Linked DNA regions of Zea mays: region 2 is linked to region 1. A link is a contact called in public Hi-C data. All regions are on one chromosome and are shown on one strand. The core of a region is the stretch at or near the end of the contact, and the rest is flanking DNA. Distances in the headings are between cores, read along the strand shown.

Region 1 (4,363 bases), core at 671-3,170:
TTCAAATTTGTTACCGCCGATACTCAAGTCAAGTGTGAATCGTTACCATTTATATTACATTTCGTGAACCAAACGACACCTATATTCTACATGATACCAGCCAAATATGGGGCATGCGTGAATTATGCTGAGGAATGATTAAATAAATACCAATGATCAAGTAATCTTATTACAATCAACATACGCTGACCGACCTGGTGGGATGCTAGACTCACCAACACAGGTAACACCACGTTCTTCGTAGTAGGAAACTAGGAATGATCACAAGCAACAACAAACAAGTCCAAGCCAATGGCTTGCAACAGGAAGTGCTTCAACATACGTCTTATACCAAAAAAGGGGATCTTAAGTAAATTATTCTGAATTATCATATTAAAAAACATATGTCTCCCATATAATTCTCAAATATATATACCTATGTGTGTGTGAGAGAAAAGATTAGGTTTTCTTAGATAGCAGCCTGCCCTTGATCAACTAAAAGATTTTCGTTGTATTGAGCCATTGATGAGCAAGTAACAATTACAACAATTCAGGGCTCGCATCTGGTACTAGTACTAGTAGATATGTCATCTCTTCCACACCAGTATATAGATTGTAAGTGTATGTTATTCCAACATTAACTAGTAGCATCCTTGAGCTATCCACAATAGTTTTGTGGTGAGATGGAACAAGCTTGAACTGTGCCAATACTAGTGAAGGATGCATGATAGTAGCACACATTAAAATGAGGTGTGATATGCTGTCATTGCAGAAAAAAAGGAGGAATTATGACAAGCAATAGAGTACGGTAAAAGACTTGATCTTTTTGTCTCATCATCGAAGCTGCGATTTATGTAAGTAACAAAATCTTTCAGCTTGCAGTAGCATTTAAAAGAGCCAAAAAGATGCACTCTGAGCCAAAACAAACTAACCTCGGAGTATTCAGTCGATAAGTGCAACTGGAGCGTCTTGGTGCAGCTGAGTGCAGTGAGGAATGTTTCCATGTTCTTGATCTCATCCGTCTGCCTGTGCTCCCTCTCGGCCATCTTCTTATAATCAAGCATCTCCTCTATTTCATGAACGGAGTACTCTCTTTTGGTGTCCTTGGTGTCATGGAGGCTCCAATAATGCTCAGGGTAGCCGTAGGAAAGGCTCAGCCTCACCATGTTCAGTGGCTGTGCCTTCGCCTTCTTCAGGGAGATGCAGAGCGGGCGATACGAGTAGATGTCTAGCCTCTTGAGGCATGGCGCGCGTATGACGATGTTTCGCGCCATGTGGATGCCGTGGATCTCCAGACGTTCTATCGCCGTGCACCGGCAGACGATGAGACGGATGTCGCTGTCCCTGGCGACCACGTTGCGGAGGCGGAGCGTCTGCAGGGCGCGCAGGGTCACCGCAGCGGCCCTGATCGGCACCTGGAGCCGGCAATTGTAGAGGTCCAGCGAGGTGAGCGTCTTGCAGGTGTAGACAGCGTCGGGCAGCGCGTAGCACTCTTTGTAGTCGGTGTTGGCGATGCTGAGCTCCAGGAGCCCGCCGCTGCCGCAGACCTCGCGGAAGACCCAGCCGAACCACTCGCCGTACACGCACATGAATCCGCAGTCGACCTCGAAAGCCACGACCGGCGCGGCGCGGCGGTCGAGGACGCAGCGGAGGGCGCGAAGCCAGCGCGGCGGGTCCTCGCAGCGGTCCTCGTCGGGGAAGCCGCGGCGGTTGAATGTGGCGGGGCGGAGGACCAGGCGCGGGAGCGTGGCGAAGACGCGGGGCCAGCGGCGGGAGAGCACGGCCGTGGCCGCCGCGTCGCGGAGCGGCAGGCGCACGAGGATGGCGTGGAGGGTGGCGTCGTCGAGCGCGCCGAGCCGGTCCTCCGCGCCGGCCTGCGGAGGCGAGCGCCTCGCCCTCTTCGCCATCGGCGGCGTGCATTCCTGGTCCATCGGAGGGGCGGAGTCCGGAGGGGAGGAATGAGAGGAAAGAGAGGGGGAACGGAGATTTTGCTGCTGCTGATGGCAGGCGTGCTTCCTTTTCCCGCCAGATTTTGCAATGCGCGCCCTTTTTCCGATCCATTTTTTGGAGAGGAGGAAAATGTGGAGAGCTCCGGTCGAAAAGCCACGTAGGCGGCAGGCAGGTCCGGTGGATCGGTGCACGCAGGCGTACGGGCGAGGGCGCAGCGCCGCGCCCGCGGGTCGAGGCCTCGAGGGTCACAGCGAGCCAGCGACGGGGGCGAGTTCGGGGAGTCGCGGCGGCGGCGGCGGCTGCCTGGGCCCTGGGTCATGGGCCGAAATTCAGGAGTGGGCTGAGCATCCGATCAGGTGATTTACTTATTGGGCTTCGACCACCCAAGAACTCTTCAGATGGATGAAGGGGTCCAAGACTGACCTTTTTGAGAAAAAAAAAGAACTCTTCAGATGATGAAGTGCAAGCACGATGGAGATGGTTCCTCCGCCGGTGTCCAACTGTCCAAGGAATTGAAGCAGCAGCAGGCCAGGGTCGTGAGCTCTTTGAGCCTGTAGTGCGCAGGGCAGCTGAGCAGGAGCGTGCCCACAGCTGCGGGAGGGGGAGGGGGGCAAGACGGCAAGTGGTGGGTATAGCCGTATAGGTGTACATTTGGGAGGCCTAATGGGTCGGCTCGAAGAACGGCTCAGATACGGCAAGGTCCGAAATATTTTAGTGTCGGACCGGTACGGCCCGATATATCGAGCCGGGTTTTGGTCGAGGTCACGGTCTATGGGTGAGCACGAGCACAGCCCGTTTAAAGCAGGCATGAAATGACACATATAAAGACACAAAAAAGATCATATCTCTACTATACTTAAAGCACCAGTTTCAACGGTCGTCGTGCGTCATATTTTTACGGAAACATCCTTCAATTTTTCCTACTATTAACCCGCCGTCCTCTCCGCGTATATATCGGGAGCCACAACCCAACCCTACGTGCAGTCGCCGCCGCTTGCAACAAACGTCTCCGCGCCAGCCGCCCGCTTCAATAGCTACGCGTCACTATCAACCACGCTGCGCAGGTACCCCCAGCCGCGTCGTGTCACCGTGTGGATGAATATGCACCCCTTCCCTCGCAGCCTCATGCAACAGATCCGCGCCCGATGCGTCGTGTGGACCAAACTGCTCTGTGCCAGCCGACCCTGATAAAAGCACTGCACCTTTCGCATTGGGACGTCCTGCCTCCAACTCGCCAGCAGCCGCCGTCGTGTCCCATGCGCAACCCACCGCCTCGCTTCGCCTAGCCGTCCCAGGTTCCGCCGCAACTCAATCCTTCCACGCGCCATGCGATGGTGACCGACTAGCTGCACGTGCATGAGGCCGCCGACGGCGGCACCACGAACCACGGGAACCACCGACTACCGACCCACTTGCTACCGCCTCTCCCTGTGGAGGTGGTGTCGATGTACCCGCCGTTGGGGTCGGAGGACGACGAGATTTGCGTGTGGACCCAGATTAAGGCGGAGGCCCGCCCCTCCACCCATCGCCACTGCGCCAAACTTCTCGTCGCGCGCTGACGAGGGGAGGCCACGCCGGGGCTCGCCTATGCGGCAGGCTTGGCGCTATAGGGTATGTGGATGTTGTACCGACGCGCCATCACGCAAGGTTATGCACTCCACACCGCCAGTCACGTCGACTACACCATTAAGTGTCGCACGATGATGATTACCACCGCATGTGGTCTGTTGCCACACTGCAGTTCTATGGACACCTCGTGCTGCTTGTGATCGTCGGCTCAGTTGCTTACGCGACAGTCCTATCCAGGGCAAATCGTCCCCCGAGCGGGTACAATGTTGTGGGCAAGGAGGTCCAGATGGAGCGGATGCGAATTGCCGATGATGTCACAGTTCACAATGGTTTCAGATGAGAAGGAAGACGGAGTGAATACCTCTACATTAGCTTCAATGGCAAATGGCGGGGAGTGAATACCACTACACGAACCACCATGATGTCCTTGAAGAAGGTTGTGATCGAGGGCTTCGTCGATGCCGCCGACAAGTTTTGCATCGAGTCTGGCTCCGAGCGTATTACACGCTTCTGTTTCTCTCTTCCGTTGTTGAACTTCCTGGGGAATTCGTCCGAATTTCTGATTTTAATTTTGCAGTTGAGATTGACCCAGCGACCATCACAGATCAAATGGAGGTTAAGAGAAGAGTACAGTCGGGTAATGTTCAGAAGGCGATCGAGAAAATCAACGACCTTAACCCCACGGTTCGATGTTGTCTCTATTCCTAGCAAAATTAGTTCGAATAGCAGCTCAGATGCACATTTATGTATTTTTACTGTGTTGTGGAAGATCAGGAAGTAGGAAGAAATTCACATTTAGGTATTTTACTGTGTTGGGAAAGATCTCGAAGTAGGTTGAAGTTGCTGGGTTGTACAAATTTGGTTA
Region 2 (4,570 bases), core at 1,751-4,250, 310 kb after region 1:
AGCAGCTAGCTACTACTACTACTTGCCATGGAAAGCAGCTGAGCGCCGCAGGAATAAACATGAGCGTAATCAGGGAGGGGCATTAGCATGTGTGTCCTGTCCCCTTATCTCTATCACGGAAGCACTATTCAATTCAATCCAATCGAATTCAACCAGGGAGGAGGAGAGGTGTGTGTGTGTGCGTGCTGCGCAATCGTGCATGTGCACGGAGAAAAAAAAAGATTGGTGGGCGGGCTGCGGGCAGGTGAGCTGCATGATTGAAGCCGCGACGTGCTTAAATTAACCTTGTTGTTGTTGCTTCTGCTGCAGTACTGTAAATCTGCACCACTTGAATGAATGAAACTTGCATTGGGGACAGAAATCTGCGCCAGTTCTTGATGCATGCGCGCCAACCTTGTTGGAAATTGGAGAAGACGAAGTGAGGAGGGGGGGGGGGGGATCTCTGGCCGCAGCGCAGGTCCAATAACCTGATCTCGTCGTCTCCTATTTCAGTGTACAAGAGGTTTTTTTTTTTTTGGTTCGGCGCTTGGGAACTTGGAGCCCCCAGCGACAGCCGACAGCAAGCGAGGCAGCGCCGGAGCGGCAGCAGCAGCGCAGGGCCATGGGGGAAGCCGACGACGACGCCGAGTCGACGACGCAGCGGTAGACGTACGTACAGGTAATGCCAAGGCCACGTGTAACAAAACCCCACGCGCAGTTCCTGTCCTTTCCCCCCTCGACCCCCCTTCCTGCCACTACTAGTCAGTAGTACGCGGTGTCGTCTGATTATCAAGCAAGTGACCACCAGCTGTTGTTGTTCTTCATTGTTTGTGTGTGTGTTATATATAAGCACGCATTAGCGCGGGAACGAACAATGCAGCATGCATGCATCTACCTAACCTACTAGTACTACTACCCCGAGGGTATACCTGTCTCCGAAGAAGCAAGCAAGGCGACAGACACCACACCGCCGGCGATTTCATACGTCCCCATTCCAAAAAAAAAAAAAACAGGTTTACGGAATCTGATGATACAGATCTGGCATTGTTAAATGGCAGGACGACAGGTCATCTGCCGCCCGATCTTCCGGCAACAGGAGGTGCCCTCCCAAATGCCTGGTTGTGCCTGATAAATTACAACCGCTAATTGTATAGTATACAGTCTTGCAATGCCAATTAATTGCCAAACACAGACAGGAGAGGAGGAGGAGGACGGGGCAGGCAAGCACAGTCGCTTTGCCCCCACGCAAAAGCCTCGATGGACAGACACAGACACCAATACCATGGTGAAGGCTCCCACAGCAGCGCGTGCAGCTAGCGTCCGTACCAGGGGCAGGCTCAGGTTCGTCGTCCTGCACTGCACCCATGGTTTCAATGCGAATAATGCAGCAGCAATTGCCATAGTCAGCCACAGCTAGCCACAGGGCCTTCAATTCAATATATGGGACTGGCCGAGCCCTTGATGGTGTTGAATCTGAGACCAAAAAAAAAAAAAAAAAGTGGCTGGTTCCAGTACATGCTTGTTGGGATGTTAACTTTTTCGGCCTTATATTATTCGGTTGTGAATAAATAACATTTAGAATTTGCTATATAAATTTTCTATTCTTGTTTTTTAAACGTTGAGCCTATTTAAAAAGTAAACCTCAAACTCGTTTTATACACTTTTTAAATAATTGATATAAAATCTGGATACAGTTTTTTCCCATCTTTTTTTTTTGTTGTTGTAGGGGGAGGGGGGATATTGTGTACACACAAAAAATTAAATACAATTTTATTCTTGTATTTTACAATATTCCTTAATAGCATGACTTAGAAAATAGCTTCGAAATCCATATATACACATATGTTAAAATAGTAGATTTGTTTTTGTAAGTGGGGATATGGTACTAGGGAGGGAGGTGGGAGGAGGGGGGAGGAGCGCTGGAGCAAGCTGAGAGGAGGGAATGCAGTGCAGAGACAGCCCAAATGTGACGTCTACTTGCTTCCCTCAGAGGACAAAAGCCACCCCACACTCGTACTCCACAGTTCACAATACGGTCCTCAACAGTTAGAGACTAGAGAGAGGAAGTGCTGTGCTGCTGTGCTGGGATGAACTGAACTGCTGTGCATGCTGCCTGGCAATCCGTACGTGGTAGTAGAGGCAGCAGCACAGCAGACAGGCCAGCAAAAATCTGTCAATTCCACCCCCATCTCGTCAGGTTAATCCACCACCCAGGACAGGACAAAAGAGACAGGGGGCCGTATGGGAAATTGGAGACGGGGGGTGTCCCGTACTCCTGCAGGACTCAGCTTTTCTCTTGCACCTTCCCAAAGCCAAATGGAAAACCGACTGGCCTAAAAAAACCACACTAGGCCTCCAACTCTATCTATAGTCTACCTCCTGTAAATCTCCTCCAATTATATTGCCGGATTACCAAATCAGCTCAGAGAGGAGGGAGAGCTCACCGGGACAGTGGCCGTGCATGCGGATGCATAGCATAGCATAGGCCACCCCCCAACCACTCCTCGCACATGGAAAGGGCATGCTAGGGCGGTCTTGCCGTGTCCCCCCGGTCCTGGATGGGTGTGATTAGGCCACGATGGCCACCAGGCGCCAACTTTTTAATAAGTGGCCATTCTAACACTGGGGGCTGGCTGCTACATATTCTTTCATCACCCCCCCGATCCTTCACTTTGATTCTTCCTGTCTACCTAGGTTAAAATAATGTACTAGTAGCTGTACTCTCCTCCCTCCACCTCTCTCTCTCTCTCTCCTCGAGATCAAATGCACCTGCACCAAAGACCTCCCTGGGCAGCAAGAAAGTCTCCTGCTCATCATGCATGCATGTACATGACCTTCCTACTCCTAGTCTCCTAGCTACCATGGAAATATATAATTGTACACCAATGGTACAGTACATGTACAGGCAGGCCTCACTGACGACCATCTAGAGTCTCTACTGCTAGTGCTACTGCTAGTCTGCTACTTGGGAGGCTGGCTATAAATGGCTGGCCATGACATATGCAATGCATGCCTCCCTCAGCTCCCTCTACACAGCAAACGGCACACCACTCACCTCGCTGCCGATCTTTCTTCCCTTCCCTTCCTTCCACCTCGGCTAGCTAGCTAGTTATTACCTTAGCATCCCACCACATCACACCAAGGTCACGCGGCGGCCGGCAAGAATGGCGACGCACCACCTGGCCCAGGGCCACCCGCAGGCGTGGCCGTGGGGGATGGCCATGTACACCAACCTGCACTACCACCACCACCAGCAGCAGCAGTACTACGAGAGGGAGCACCTGTTCGAGAAGCCACTCACGCCGAGCGACGTGGGCAAGCTAAACCGCCTGGTGATCCCCAAGCAGCACGCGGAGAGGCACTTCCCCCTCGGCGGCGGCGACGGGAACGGGAACGAGAAGGGCCTGCTGCTGGAATTCGACGACGAGGCCGGCAGGCCGTGGCGGTTCCGCTACTCGTACTGGGTCAGCAGCCAGAGCTACGTGCTCACCAAGGGCTGGAGCCGCTACGTCAAGGAGAAGCGCCTCGACGCCGGCGACGTCGTGCGCTTCGACCGGGTGCGCGGCGCCGGCGTCGGCGCCGCCGACCGTCTCTTCATCTGCTGCAGGCGCCGCGGCGAGAGCGCGGCGGCGGCGTCGGCGGCGGCGACTCCGACGCCGCCGCCCGTGGCGCCCGCGCTTAACGCCGGCGAGCAGCAGCAGCAGCAGCCGTGGAGCCCCACCGTGTGCTACAGCACGTCGGGGTCGTCGTACCCGCCCAGCCCGGCTAGCCCCTACGCCTACCACATCGACACGCCACACGCAGGTACCGTACTACTAGCGTCCAGGAACAGAACACCTCTCTTTCTCTCTCTCTATCTCTTTACGAGAGATTGACGTGACGCTAGCGCAGAGCAGAGACTATGAATGTCGTCAGCTGACGCCGTTTCCGGTTGTTGACATGATTGATGATGGCTGCAGGCGCAGGCGAGGCGGACGCCAAGAGCAGCGGCGGCACGCCTACTACAGGTACAGCGCCGACGAGGAAGCTCCGGCTGTTCGGCGTCAACCTCGACTGCGGCCCGGAGCCGGAGACGGAGACGCCGACGGCGCCAATGTACGGCTACGGATACGTGCACCAGAGTCCCTACGCAGCAGTGCCCGCAGTTCCCAGCTACTGGTAATAAGCAAGCACGGTCGGAAGGAACATCACCGAGATCATTCGGTCGCATTATACGTACTGTACTACTGCTAGCTGAAGCTGATAGAGCTAATTAAAATGGACAAGCATATAAGCAAAGCGTCAGTTTCTCTTTTTTTTAATGTTTGCTCAACTTGTATAGGAAATTAGGAATGAATAGGATAGGAGTAATTGTGAACGAGGACTTAGTTATGTTTTGTTTTCATTTGTCAACAGGGGCAGTTCATGAGACAGACGGACGGAGGAGATGAGAGAGAGAGAGAGAGAGAGAGAGAGAGAGAGGAAGGGGGAGGGGAGGAAGGAGATCTGAAGCAATGTTCTTGAGAAGCCTGAAGCCTAAAGAACCAACAACCAGCGACGAAAGAAGAAACTTAGCTACCACTACTACTACTGTTCTCTCTTCTCTGTCTGT

Evidence for each region. A called contact is a pair of places that touch in the nucleus more often than the background predicts.
Region 2: a Hi-C map of bundle sheath shows a contact between it and region 1, with 3 times the contacts expected there. The contact joins the promoter of LOC100501773 here to the promoter of LOC100217297 in region 1. A contact is called at or near these places in 4 of 25 Hi-C or Micro-C datasets (bundle sheath, ear and leaf).

The regions. Positions count from the first base shown.
Region 1 is chr10:5,351,596-5,355,958 of Zm-B73-REFERENCE-NAM-5.0, forward strand. It overlaps LOC100217297, which reads right to left and starts at 1,921. Exons shown (of 3, transcript NM_001143645.1): 1 at 912-1,921. The coding sequence starts at 1,910.
Region 2 is chr10:5,665,103-5,669,672 of Zm-B73-REFERENCE-NAM-5.0, forward strand. It overlaps LOC100501773 (B3 domain-containing protein), which reads left to right and starts at 3,001. Exons shown (of 3, transcript NM_001196435.1): 1 at 3,001-3,783; 2 at 3,939-4,137; 3 at 4,375-4,570. The coding sequence starts at 3,144. The coding sequence ends at 4,387.